2 separate regions of the Mus musculus genome follow, and region 1 is linked to region 2. Evidence: chromatin contacts called from public HiChIP or PLAC-seq data. All regions are on one chromosome and are shown on one strand. Each heading gives the region's core, a stretch centred on a gene start, on an enhancer-like site or on the middle of the called end of the contact. The rest is flanking DNA. Distances are from core to core; before and after follow the strand shown.

Region 1 (6,427 bases), core at 1,812-4,311, 130 kb after region 2:
GGTAGGATGGCCATTTTTACTATGTTAATTCTGCCAATCCATGAGCATGGGAGATCTCTCCATTTCTGAGATCTTCTTTGATAACTTTCTTGCGAGACTTGAAGTTATTGTCATATAGGTCTTTCACTTGTTTGGTTAGAGCTATCCCAAGATATTTTATATTATTTGTGACTATTGTGAAGGCTGTTGTTTCTCTAATTTCTTTCTCAGCCTATTTATCTTTTGTGTAGAGGAAGGCTCCTGATTTATTTGAGTTAATCTCATATCCAGCCACTTTGCTGAAGTTGTTTATCAGCTGGAGAAGTTATCTGGTACAAATTTTGGGGTCACTTATATATACTACTATATATCTGCAAACAGTGATAACTTTATTTCTTCTTTGCCAATTTGTATTCCCTTGATGTCTTTTTGTTTTCTTATTGTTTGTGCTAGCACTTCAAGTACTATGTTTAGTAGATATGGGGAAAATGGGCATCCTTGTCTTGTCCCCGGTTTTAGTGGGCTTGCTTCAAGTATGTCTCCTTTTAATTTGATATTGGCTGTAAGGTTGGAGATTTAAGCTTGATCATGTTACACTATGGTTTTGGGATGATTTAAAGGCAAAATATAAGGCCAATTTCTTTTTAACCAATTCTGACATTTATCTTTCTCATATTTTTGAGTGTGCCTATTATTAACACTAGTGCTTTAACCTGTTTTTTCCTATTTCTTCTGGACCTAGACCTCAGTCATTATCCAAGGTCTGCTATCTATCTATCCATCTATCTATCTATCTATCTATCTATCTATCTATCTATCTATCTATCTATCTATCTAAATTGGAATGAATATATATTTTTCTTGCCATATTAAAATTAAAAGAAATATAGTTTTACTATAAAACAGACTTATAATTTAGATAATAAAGTAAAACAAACAAATACATCTGTTTAAGTTTAAATTTTAAAATGTCTTTAAGCAATCCTTAACTATTGTTGTCATAGCCTTTTTTTCTTTTTCTTTTTAGATCTAAAACTAAATTTATATTGAATTATACAAATTTATATGAAGTATATAAACAAATACAGAGGTGGGTGCTCACAGACATCCACTGGACAGAGCACAGGGTTCCCAATAAAGGAGCTAGAGAAAGGACCCAAGGAGCTGAAGGGGTTTGCAGCCCCATAGGAGGAATAACAATATGAACTAACCAGTACCCCGAGAGCTCCCAGGGACTAAATTACCAATCAAAGAGCACACATGGTGGAACTCATGGCTCCAGCTGCATATGTAGCAGAGGATGGTATGGTTGGACATCAATGGGAGAAGAGGTCTTTTGTCCTATGAAGGTTCTATGCCCCAGTGTGGGGAAATGCCAGGGCCAGGAAGTGGGAGTGGGTGCGTTGGTGAGCAAGGGTAGGGATAGGGGGTAGGGGCAGGGGACATTTTTAATGTAAATAAAGTATCCAATAATATTTAAAAAATTGTACCATGTAATTTAAAAAGATACATTATATACTGTTATACTGGATTTTTCTTTTTTGTTTCTTTTCATTCTTTTTTATTAGATATTTTCTTTATTTACATTTCAAATGCTTATAATGAAAGTTCCCTCTCCCCTCCCCCACCCTGCTCCCCTACCTACCCACTCCCCCTTTTTGGCCCTGGCGTTCCCCTGTACTGGGGCATATAAAGTTTGTGTGTCCAATGGGCCACTCTTTCCAATGATGGCTGACTAGGCCATCTTCTGATACATATGCAGCTGGAGACATGAGCTCCAGGGATACTGGTTAGTTCATATTGTTGTTCCACTTATAGGGTTGCAGACCCCTTCAGCTCCTTGGGTACTTTCTCTAGCTCCTCCATTGGGGTCCCTGAGTTCCATCTAATAGCTGACTGTAAGCATCTTTTTCAATGCATCTGTTCCCGGGGCCATGAGAGCAGAGACTCTGTTTCTTCCTAAGATCTATCTAAGGTCATGATCTATTTCATATTGTTCCAGATAGAAGTGACCCTGACTAAAACATCTGGACCCCAACAGTGTTCCCAAACAAATCTTCTTTCCATTATAGTAATTTTATGAATATTTTTCACAGAAAATGTGGGGCAAGTGGACCATGCCACCAGACAGAAGAACTGATCAGACTGAGTGAGCTCAGACCCCTGTGAATCTCAGAAATGAGAATACAGGGAGAGGAAACACTCCTTGGATGCATGCTTTCCAAGGGGTAGCCATGACACCCTGCTGAGAGGACCTTGACAATCAGTCAGGTACCAAAAACATCTGGCATCCTTTTCCATGCAAATAGAGCACTACAAACATCTCAAATTGTGCCACTAAGAAACATCGATCCCTGCACCAAGACCATCACCGCCACCACCCACTCCTCGATGTTTTTAAAATTCTTGTCCACGTGGAATAAAGTATACAGTATACAAGATATTTCACAAAAAAATCCTCTGAGAGTGACTCTTTTACTGAGCTGTAACACATGGGAAGAGTTCTCTTTTGTCCAACGCATTTATCACTGGATCTTGGACCTGCCTGACAGGCTATGCTCACTGTTTAGCTGCCCCTGTCGCTGCCATTTTAAGACCAGAAGAGTCTTTCATCAAGAATGTCCCACTGTCAGAAACACAGAGAAGGAGATCCATGCAACAAGCAAGAGGTTTATTGATCCAGTGTGCTCTGGGGCTGTCCTACAATTGGGGAAGAGGTGACCCCGAAGATAATAAGCACACACTTTTTTTTATTACATATTTTCCTCAATTACATTTCCAATGCTATCCCAAAAGTCCCCCATACCGTTGGTTTAAGCCCAGTGGTGGCCCGAACTGATCTTTCTCAGCATTTGTGGCTCCAGGTGAGGTGAGGTCTTAGTCACCAGAAGAGGGAACTGAAACACTTTTGGTCGTTATCTGCACCTGCATTGTGGTCAGGGCTTCCTTGTAAAGCTTGTTTTGCTGGGTCATTTGGGGAAGGAAGTGTTCATCACAACCTTCTAGTGGAAAGTCCCCAGGGTGCTATCCTGGAAAGGACTTTCAGCGGTCATCTTATGTTCTCTAAGGTCGCACACCATTGTTGCGGCCCATGTTGCCCCTGCCGTTGGAACTGGCATTGCAGAGGGAGTGAGATCTTGGCTACCTGCCCCACAAAGGCTTCGAGAACTTCTTTCCTTCTTTGTAAGAGCTGTAATAAGTTCAGCTTTTCCGGGGTACCAAGAGAGCCATTCAATTTATTTGTTCTGGTTCCTCGAAGGACAAAAAGTAACAGAAAGTTGATTAGTACATAATCTGAGAAAGAGTTAAGGACAGGTAATGCCTTTAAAAATATATTGATTTATTATTTTTGGACCTGAGAGGAACACCTTATTATGAACTCTTGTTAAGCTTTGATGGAATGTGTACTTGTATTGGGATCAAAACTTATACGACCCATGTAAAGAATTCTGCACCCACATCATGTTTAATATTACATGAGACTGAATGCTACTCATTCAAAGATGGTCACGAGTGACTGTCCTCTGAGCCATACAACTTCTATCTTGAAGAAATTAGCTCTTCTATATCAAATCTGCCTGCAGAAGATAATCCCAGATGGCATGTTTACATTGGACCTTCCCATATGGATGGTCAGAATATGGCCACTTTGCCTTTTCATGTGGGAACTCTGCCCCTGGCCTAGGGGAGGGATTAGAGTAGACAGAGAGCAGGGAGTCTGTTATGTGGGAATGGAGAAGCTCTAGTTGATAACACTTTCTAGGTGTAGCAGGTTCGGGGAAAGAATACCGAAATCTATCTAACTCCTCATCTAGGCTCTGTAAGGAAGTGAAGTAAATTCATTGGTTCCCCAGCATGAACTTTGGTGGAATTATCCCTTAATCTGCCATTGTAAGATTGAGAGCAGGAGTAGACATTGCTTAGTTTCTCCAAGGGAAGGAAAGAATATTCGCATCAGAGACATCGTTTTGCTGCATCCTAGGAATAAAACTCACTGACAAGGAATGATGTTGCCTTAAGTCAAAAGAAAGGAGAGAATGAGAAAAGAAAGAAAAAAAGAAAGGAAGGAAGAAAGAAAACAAAAGAAGAAAAAGAAATCAAGAAGCAACTTATAGATATTGTAGTATCTAACAAAACAGGTTTCAAAAAGGAAAAAAAGAAAAAAAAAAACCCTAATCCACAGAGGAGAAGGCTACTACATACTTATTACAAAAGATAATTTATTAAGAATATATTACAACTTTAAACATTTGTACATCATAAGCAAGGGCAACCCAGTGTATAGAAGAATTACCACTATAGTTTAAATAAAATTGATCTTAAAACAGCAATGGCAAGGGGCTTCAGTATCTCAATCTTACCTATAGATCAGACATCCAGACAGAAATAAACAGAAATACTGAAGTTAAATCATGCCATACATGAAGTGAACCTAAGACATGTCTATAGAGAATTCCACACAAATGCTAGAGAATAAGCTTCCGGATCAGAAGGCCATAAAACTTTCTACAACACTGATCCAGTTACTGGACACAAAGCAAAATTTCAGAATCAAAATAAGATTGAAACAACACCTTGTATCTTATCTGAACACCATGGATTAAAGCATATTCTAAAAAAGAAAAAAAAAGAAAGAAATGACAAAAAATTATACAAACTCATGTATACTGAACAGCTTAGCACTAGATGAAAAGTTTATCAAGACAAACATCAAGAAGGATGTTGAAGTATTTTAGATGCTGAATGAAAATTAAGAATCAATATTTCCAAACCATGGAAACAATCCAGAGTGGCAAACTGATAGAACCATTTACATATATTAAAAAAGAAATAAAATGGAGAATCCACATGTTGATATAATAATGACATGTTTGACAGCTCTAGAAAATCAAAAGAAGTTATAAAATAATGAGACTACATAGGAAGAAATAGCAAAATAAAGGCCTGAAATGCATTAAATAGTAGCTATATGGATAAAAATACAAAATTAATGAAAAAGGATTCGATGATTGACAACATGATTGACAAAATATTAGCTTAGTTGATCAAAAGACAAAGAAATATCAAAGCAATAAAAATAGAGAAGAAAATGGAAACATTAGAAGACTAGGAAATTCAAAGACTCCTTAGGAGATATTGTAAAATACTGTATTTTTCCAAACTAAGCAATCTAAAAGAAATGGAAAGATTCCTTGATAGATACAATATAACAAAATTTAAACATCATGAAATTAAAAAAAATTTACACAACACCAGGTAAAACAGAAGCAGAAATTAAAAGATTACCAAATAATAAATAAAACAAAATGTCCAGAGACAATTGGATTAGGTATCACATTATAGCAAACTTTATCAGAAGAGATATAATATTAGCACTTTTACATTGCTCCACTAAATAGAAATGGAAAATTTTAAGATTATTTTTACAAGTCCAGTATAGCCCTGTTACCAAAGCTATATAAAGTCTAAACCAAAGAGAAAGTTACAGATCAATGTAGTTTATGAACATAGATGCAAAAAAGTCTCAATGAAATACTTATGAATGAATGAATGACATTATTTGCTATACTGTGCTTAAGCATATACGTAAAGCATACCCAGAGGACACCATATCTTAATGAAGAGTTACATACTTATCGATTTCCCTTGCTGCTCTGTTCATAACAGTCAGAAATTGGAAATGACCTAGAGATCCATCAACTGATAAGTGGATAATGAAAATGTGGCACATTTAACAATGAAATTTCATTAAGCTGTTAAGAAAAGTAAAATTTGCAGGTAAATTAATGGAGCTAGAAAGAATCATGGAGGATGAGGTAACCCAAACTCCCCAATGCAAATATTACATATTTTCCGTTTCCTATAGAAGTGGATACTAGTCTTTAAACTTTACATTTGTTTCATACTGAATGCCCAGAGATTTTAGGTATCTAGCAGGCAAGCAGAGTTAGGAGGAGGGAGTCTCCAAATAAGTGGGAATCGAATATGATGTTTTAAAGGGATAAAGGGACGTTTTAATAGGAGGTATAAATGCAGAAGGGGATAGAATATAGTACAAGAAGCAACATGAAGAATGAAAATACTAATGACTGCTTAAAAGACATATAGAAACATCCAACTATACAAGCTCCCTGTAAATATGTAAATATGAGAGTTTACATGTAATCACTATGCAATGGGGGATTATGCTACAAACAGATAACTTGTACCATGAAGGAACAAATCCAGTGACAGGAATAGTTTTCATCTTACTGAACTGTTGGCTAAGGTGATCTGATAGACTCCCTCGAATACCACAGGCTATTTTCTTTTCTATTTTTTTTTAAGACAGGGTGTCTCTGTATAGCCCCTGCTGTCCTGAAACTCACCATGTAGACCTGGTGGCCTCGAACTCAGAAATCAGCCTGCCTCTGCCTCTCAGGTGCTGGGATTAAAGGCATGTGCCACC
Region 2 (6,192 bases), core at 711-3,210:
GAGAATTTCAATATTTTTGTATATGTTGAAGCCTGTTTTATGACAAATATATGGTTTCATTTGGGGGAAGGTGACATGAGGTACTGAGAAGAAGGTATACCTTTTTTTTTAGGATAAAATGTTATTCAGATATATGTTAAATCCATTTCTTTCATAACTTCTGTTAGTTTCCATGTGTCTCTGTTTAGTTTCTGTTTCCAGTACCTATTCATTGATGAGAATGGGGTGTTGAAGTCTCCCACTATTATTGTGTGAGGTGCTTTGAGATTTACTATAGTTTCTTTAATGAATGTGGATGCCCTTGCATTTGGAGCATATGTGTTCAGAATTGAGAGTTCTTCTTGGAAGATTTTACCTTTGATGAGTATGAAGTGCCCCTCCTTGTCTTTTTTGATAATTATGGGTTGGAAGTTGATTTTATTCGATATTAGAATGGATACTCCAGCTTGTTTCTTTGGACCATTTGCTCAGGAAATTGTTTTCCAGGCTTTTACCCTGAGATAGTGTCTGTCTTTTTCCCTGATGTAGGTGTCTTATAAGCAGCAAAAAGTTGGGTCCTCTTTGTGTAGCCAGTCTGTTAATCTGTCTTTTTATTTGGGAATTGAGTCCATTGATATTAAGAGATATTAAGGAAAAGTAATTGTTGCTTCCTGTTATTTTTGTTTTTAGAGTTGGCTTTCTTTTCTTTTGACTGTCTTCTTTTAAGTTTGTTGAAGGATTACTTTATTGCTTTTTCTAGGGCATTGTTTGTGTCCTTGTGTTTGCGTTTTCCCATAATTATCCTCTGAAGGGCTGGATTCATAGAAAGATATTGTGTGAATTTGGTTTTGTCGTGGAATACTTTGGTTTCTCCATCTATGGTAATTGAGAGTTTGGCCGGGTATAGTAGCCTGGGCTGGCATTTGTGTTCTCTTAGTGTCTGTATAACATCTGTGCAAGCTCTTCTGGCTTTCATAGTCTCTGGTGAGAAGTCTGGTGAAATTCTAATAGGTCTCCCTCTATACCTTACTTGACCTTTTACCCTTACTGCTTTTTAATATTCTCTCTTTGTTTAGTGCACTTGGTGTTTTGATTATTAGATATCAGTAGGAATTTCTTTTCTGGTCCTGTCTATGTAGCGTTCTGTAGGCTTCTTGTATATTCATGGGCATTTCTGTCTTTAGGTTAGGGAAGTTTTCTTCTATAATAGTTTTGAAGATATTTACTGGCTCTTTAAGTTGAAATTCTTTATTCTCATCTATACCTTTTAGCCTTAGCTTTGGTCTTCTCATTGTGACCTGGATTTCCTGGATGTTTTGAGTTAGGATCCTTTTGCATTTTGTACTTCCTTTGATTGTTGTGTTCATGTTTTCTATGGAATTTTCTGCACCTGAGGTTCTCTCTTCCATCATATGTAGTCTGTTGGTTGTGCTTGCATCTTTGTCTCCTGGTTTCATTCCTAGGGTTTCTATCTCCAGAATTGTCTCCCATTGTGATTTCTTTACTGTTTCTACTGCTATTTTTTTTATCCTGGATGATTTTGTTCACTTCCTTCACCTGTTTGGTTGTGTTTTCCTGAAATTCTTTAAGGGATTTTTGTTTCTTCTTTAAGGGCTTCTACCTGTTTAGCTGTGTTCTCCTGTAGTTCTTTAAGGGATTTATTAATGTCCTTTTAAAAATCCTCTACCAGCATCATGAGATATTATCTCAAATCCAAATCTTGCTTTTCTTGTGTTTAAGGGTATCTAGGACTTGCTGCGGTGAGAATTCTGTTTCTGATGATGCCAAGTGTTTGCCTTTAGCCATCTGGTAATGTCTGGGTTGCATGTTCTTGCTGTCTCTGGCTGGAGCTTTTTCCTCCTGTGAATCTGTAAACCTGTGTCAGCACTCCTGGGAGATAAGTTTTCTCCAGGCAATACCAGTGCACAGAGGGCTGCAGAACAGCCCCACCTCCTGGCTGCAGAAGTAGGCACTTAGGAACCTGCCCCAGCTGTTCTGCTGCTTCTGCAGCTTGTACACTCCGGAGTGGACCTGCCTTAGAGAGTCACAGGAGAGAAAATGGCAATCACCCCCCCCCTGGTTTCTGTGGTCAGAGCACTCCCTGGAGGCAAGCTCTCCTCTGGCAGGGAAGGTGCACAGAGGACCAAGGATTAGTTCCACCTTTTGGCCACAAATGTAGGCCTGAAGGACCATGTCCCAGAAGCTCTGCAGCTTCTGCTGCCTGTGCACTCCCGAGTGGACCCGCCTTAGAGAGTCATTGGAGAGAAAATCTACTTCTTAGTTTTTAAAGAATGATTTACAAGGAATACAAAGTGTATGAAATACTTTGTTCCATTAAACCCATTCATTCAATTATCCACACAAAATGTTTGGTGTAGTGATTTTATATTAATTTTCCATTTTGTTCAAAAGCATTTTTCCTTAAACATAATGTAGTTGTCTACCCTACACCGTTATACCTTAAAGACATATAAAATGCTATCAAAATATAGACTGATACCACTGCATATCAAGGCTTAAATTTTTAAATACTTTCTGGTCTTGAGATCCCTTTATATTTTCTGTATGCTCAATCTATCTTAGGAAAATATGCTGATAGAAATATGCTGATAGAAATTTTATCATTTGCTCTCCTTAGTCACTAGTAGATTGAGTTAGATTATGCTAAAGATATAATTTTTTAAAATTTTCCCATATATTAGCTGCATTATACTAGTGAATATGCCTTTTTGTGAAAATCATCCAAGTCGTAGAATGACTTCAGTTCCTCTACTTTGTCTTGTAAGAGATACATTGGAGATTGAACATGGAGAGTTTTCTAGGCTCTGTCTGTAATTCAGATTCATAAGAATTCATTTGGACTTACATGTTTCAGTCATTAAAATTTGTTTTTCTCTATTTGTCCACTATAGACTTTCTATAAGAGACAATTATAGATTATTACTATGATTTTATAATCAATTGCATGTTAGTAACTGAGTTGTCTTCAAACACAGACATATTTTTATATGAATAATAGTATCGGTACCTTAAGGTCAGCAAGTCCGTCCAAATTAGATTCTGATCTTAAAAATTCAGTATGCATTCATTTTGTGAAAGTTTTGGAAGATCTGCTCAACATTTATAAATATCATAAGTTATAGTTCATAAAAATAAAGTGCTAATATAAATTCTTATAATATGAATGAATGAAATTTCAATTATAAATATTGAATAATTACTTGATAACTTCTGGATATATTTTACAAGCCTGTAGCCTAAAGAAATATCCAATTCCACTTTAAGATTTGATTAAAGTGGTAATGTTTTGATGCAAGATAAGCTAAATTAGATCATGAGGCTCAAGTTAAACTTATCTGCAATAAAATTAAAATATTGGAGATATCATAGAAATTCTAACATATTTCTAGTAAAATTGTTTCAGAAAATAATTTTGAATCTGTACTTGTTTCAAGCAAGGGAATATAAATATTAGCTCCTCAATAGTTAATATCAGGTGGCATCTTTAACCGCTATTTTACAAAGTAAGCATTCAAAAGTTGTATTAACAGACATTTTCACACTTTGCAACTGAAGATAATATATGACTGAGAGATTGTGCTATGATCTTGGTAATTGAAGACATCCTTAAAACTTGTGCATGTAATGAAAAACTGTGGATTAATATTAAGAGGATGAAGTTCCTCTCAGTTAATGAATTTCCATGTCATGTGCACATTATGAAAGTTTTTGAGTGTCTTTGATAGTCTTCTAGAGTACATTTTTACATTTCCAATTAATAGAAATGGATCAGTGACTCAAAATTAGTTCAAAGAGGCATGAAATGTCTATGCAAATAGCAATGCAGGCAGTACAATTTGTAAATGCTCGGACAAATAAATTTGAATGTGATTATCCCGCACAAGGATCTTTTCCGGCTAAAGCAAAACCAGGCATTCTGGGCCATAAGGACAAGATTACTTTCAAGATAGAAGCGAAGGATTGCTGAATGTTTAAGACTAGTCATGGATATAAAACAAACCCCAGGCAACCTTGAGCTACGAGATGTTCTTCCATCAAAAGACCCAACAAGTCAATAACAAAAACAACAAACATGAGTCAAATTATAATATAAACAGATAATATTAAAATGCTATGTATTTCATATTTACCTTCAACTTTACAATATTTTTGTAGAGTATTTTATTTATTTACATACCAGATGTTATCCCCATTCCCAGTTTCTACTCAGGAAACCATCTATCCCCTTCCCTCCCCCTGCTTCTAAGAGGGGAGCACCCACCCACCAACTCCTGCCTCCCCTCTCTGGAATTCCACTACAGTGGGGCATTGAGCCTTCATAGGACCAAGGCCATTTCATCTCATTAATGCCCAACAAGGCCATTCACTGCTACATATGCAGGTGGAGCCCTGGGTCGCTTCATGTGTACTCGTTAGTTGGTGGTTTAGTCACTGTGATCTCTGGGGGGGTCTGGTTGGTTGATATTGTTGTTCTTCCTATAGGTTGCAAACTACTTCAGCCCCTTCAGTCCTTTATCTGACTCTTCCATTGTGGTCCCCATGTTTAGTCCAGTGGCTGGCTTTGAGCATCCACTTCTGTATTTGTCAGGCACTGGCAGAGCCTCTCAGGAGACAACTATATCAGGCTCCTGTCAGCAAGCACTTCTTGGCATTCACAATAGTGTCTAGGTTTGGTGTATGCATATGGAAGGGATCCCCAGGTGGGCAGTCTCTGAATGGCCTCTTCTTCAGTCTCTACTCCACACTTTGTATCTATATTTCATCACTTAAATATTTTGCTCTTCCTTCTAAGAAGGACCAAAGCATTCACACTTTGATCTTCCTTCTTTTTGAGCTTCATGTGTTCTGTGATTTGTATCTTAAGTATTTCAAAATTTTGGACTAATATTTACTTATCAGTGAGTGCATACCATGTGTATTCTTTTATTACTGAATTACCTCACTCAGGGTGATATTTTCTTGATCCATCCATTTACCTGCGAATTTTGTAAAGTCATTGTTTTTAATAGCTAAGTAGTACTCCATGTGTAAGGCAGAATAGCTTGACTGTGACATAATAATCCAGTATAATTTTCAAATAGGTATAAGAATAGATTTTACACATTTTCATTGGACAAAAATGTTTATTAAAGAGGTAAATATGTGTAATCTGATTTAAATATTATACAGTATATGCATGTTTTGAAACTATTCTATGCTTCCTCTGAATTGGACTCAGATTTTATGTTTTGTATATGAATTCAAAGTCAATTTCATAAAATAACACATTATTATATATTTAATTTTTTGACTTCTTAACGTGAGAACCAGATTAATATTGCATCATTCCATACCGGAACTCAACTTTGATGAATATAACATTGACAAGACTCACAGAAATAGGGTATAGCACAGCATCATTGAATTATAGTCATGTAGTTCAGGAATCACAAATATACTACCAGAATACCTTGGTAGGAGATGTGTTTTCGTTATGCTCTACAAGATCATATTTGTTCAGTAGATAAGTCGTGTTTTATGCATGTATTTCTATTGCATTTTCATATATGTATAGTACAGTATATGTACATATATACATAAAAATATGTGTATACAACATGTAACCTTATTTATATATATACACTTCATATAGACATAATTGCACCGTTCCTCAGTATATCTTATTTGAACATTTTGATGGTTTGCTGATCACTTTGTACATTCCATTAAAGCTCATTAAAGATGTCATACAAAGATGGTTAAAAAAGTGTTTTAATATTTCTTACCTTATTGGATACTTATTCTTTTCAGAAACAGCTACTCTCCATATCCTTACTGATAATAATTGAGTAGATGATGTCATTGAGCAGTGTGGTTCCATTAAATTTACTTCAGCTGTGTGATAGCATCTTGTAGCTAGATGAGAGTTGAAGGTCAGTGAGTTGAAAGACCTTCATTTTTAATCATGGATAACACTCTTCTGTGTAAATGATGGTTATCTAGTTTGTTAGGAAACTTCTAGTGATGATTTCACATGGTTAAAGTGTTAGCACACTCCCTTATCTAGACATTTCTAATTTTTTAAGCCTGCTTTCTTCAAATTGGAAATATTTGTTTCATACATTTTTCTGCTCTGTTTCTTGACTCTGAACTGTGTATATGTAATTCTCACATATATTCACAAACACAATTGGAATAGTCTAAATCGTTCTT

What was found. HiChIP or PLAC-seq counts read pairs in DNA pulled down with a chosen protein or histone mark.
Region 1: a RAD21 HiChIP or PLAC-seq map of pro-B cells shows a contact between it and region 2, with 2.2 times the contacts expected there. The contact joins two enhancer-like sites.

What each region holds. Positions count from the first base shown.
Region 1 is chr14:94,539,235-94,545,661 of GRCm38.p6, forward strand. No RefSeq gene overlaps it. Among named protein-coding and RNA genes, the nearest start is that of Gm23324, 94 kb to the left of the region's middle. Within about 2 kb of position 3,062, at least 14 of the 459 cell types and tissues checked have an H3K27ac peak or open chromatin away from gene starts, as enhancers often do. A contact at or near this core is called in pro-B cells, where this site is marked.
Region 2 is chr14:94,406,066-94,412,257 of GRCm38.p6, forward strand. No RefSeq gene overlaps it. Among named protein-coding and RNA genes, the nearest start is that of Gm23324, 39 kb to the right of the region's middle. Within about 2 kb of position 1,961, at least 3 of the 459 cell types and tissues checked have an H3K27ac peak or open chromatin away from gene starts, as enhancers often do. A contact at or near this core is called in pro-B cells, where this site is marked.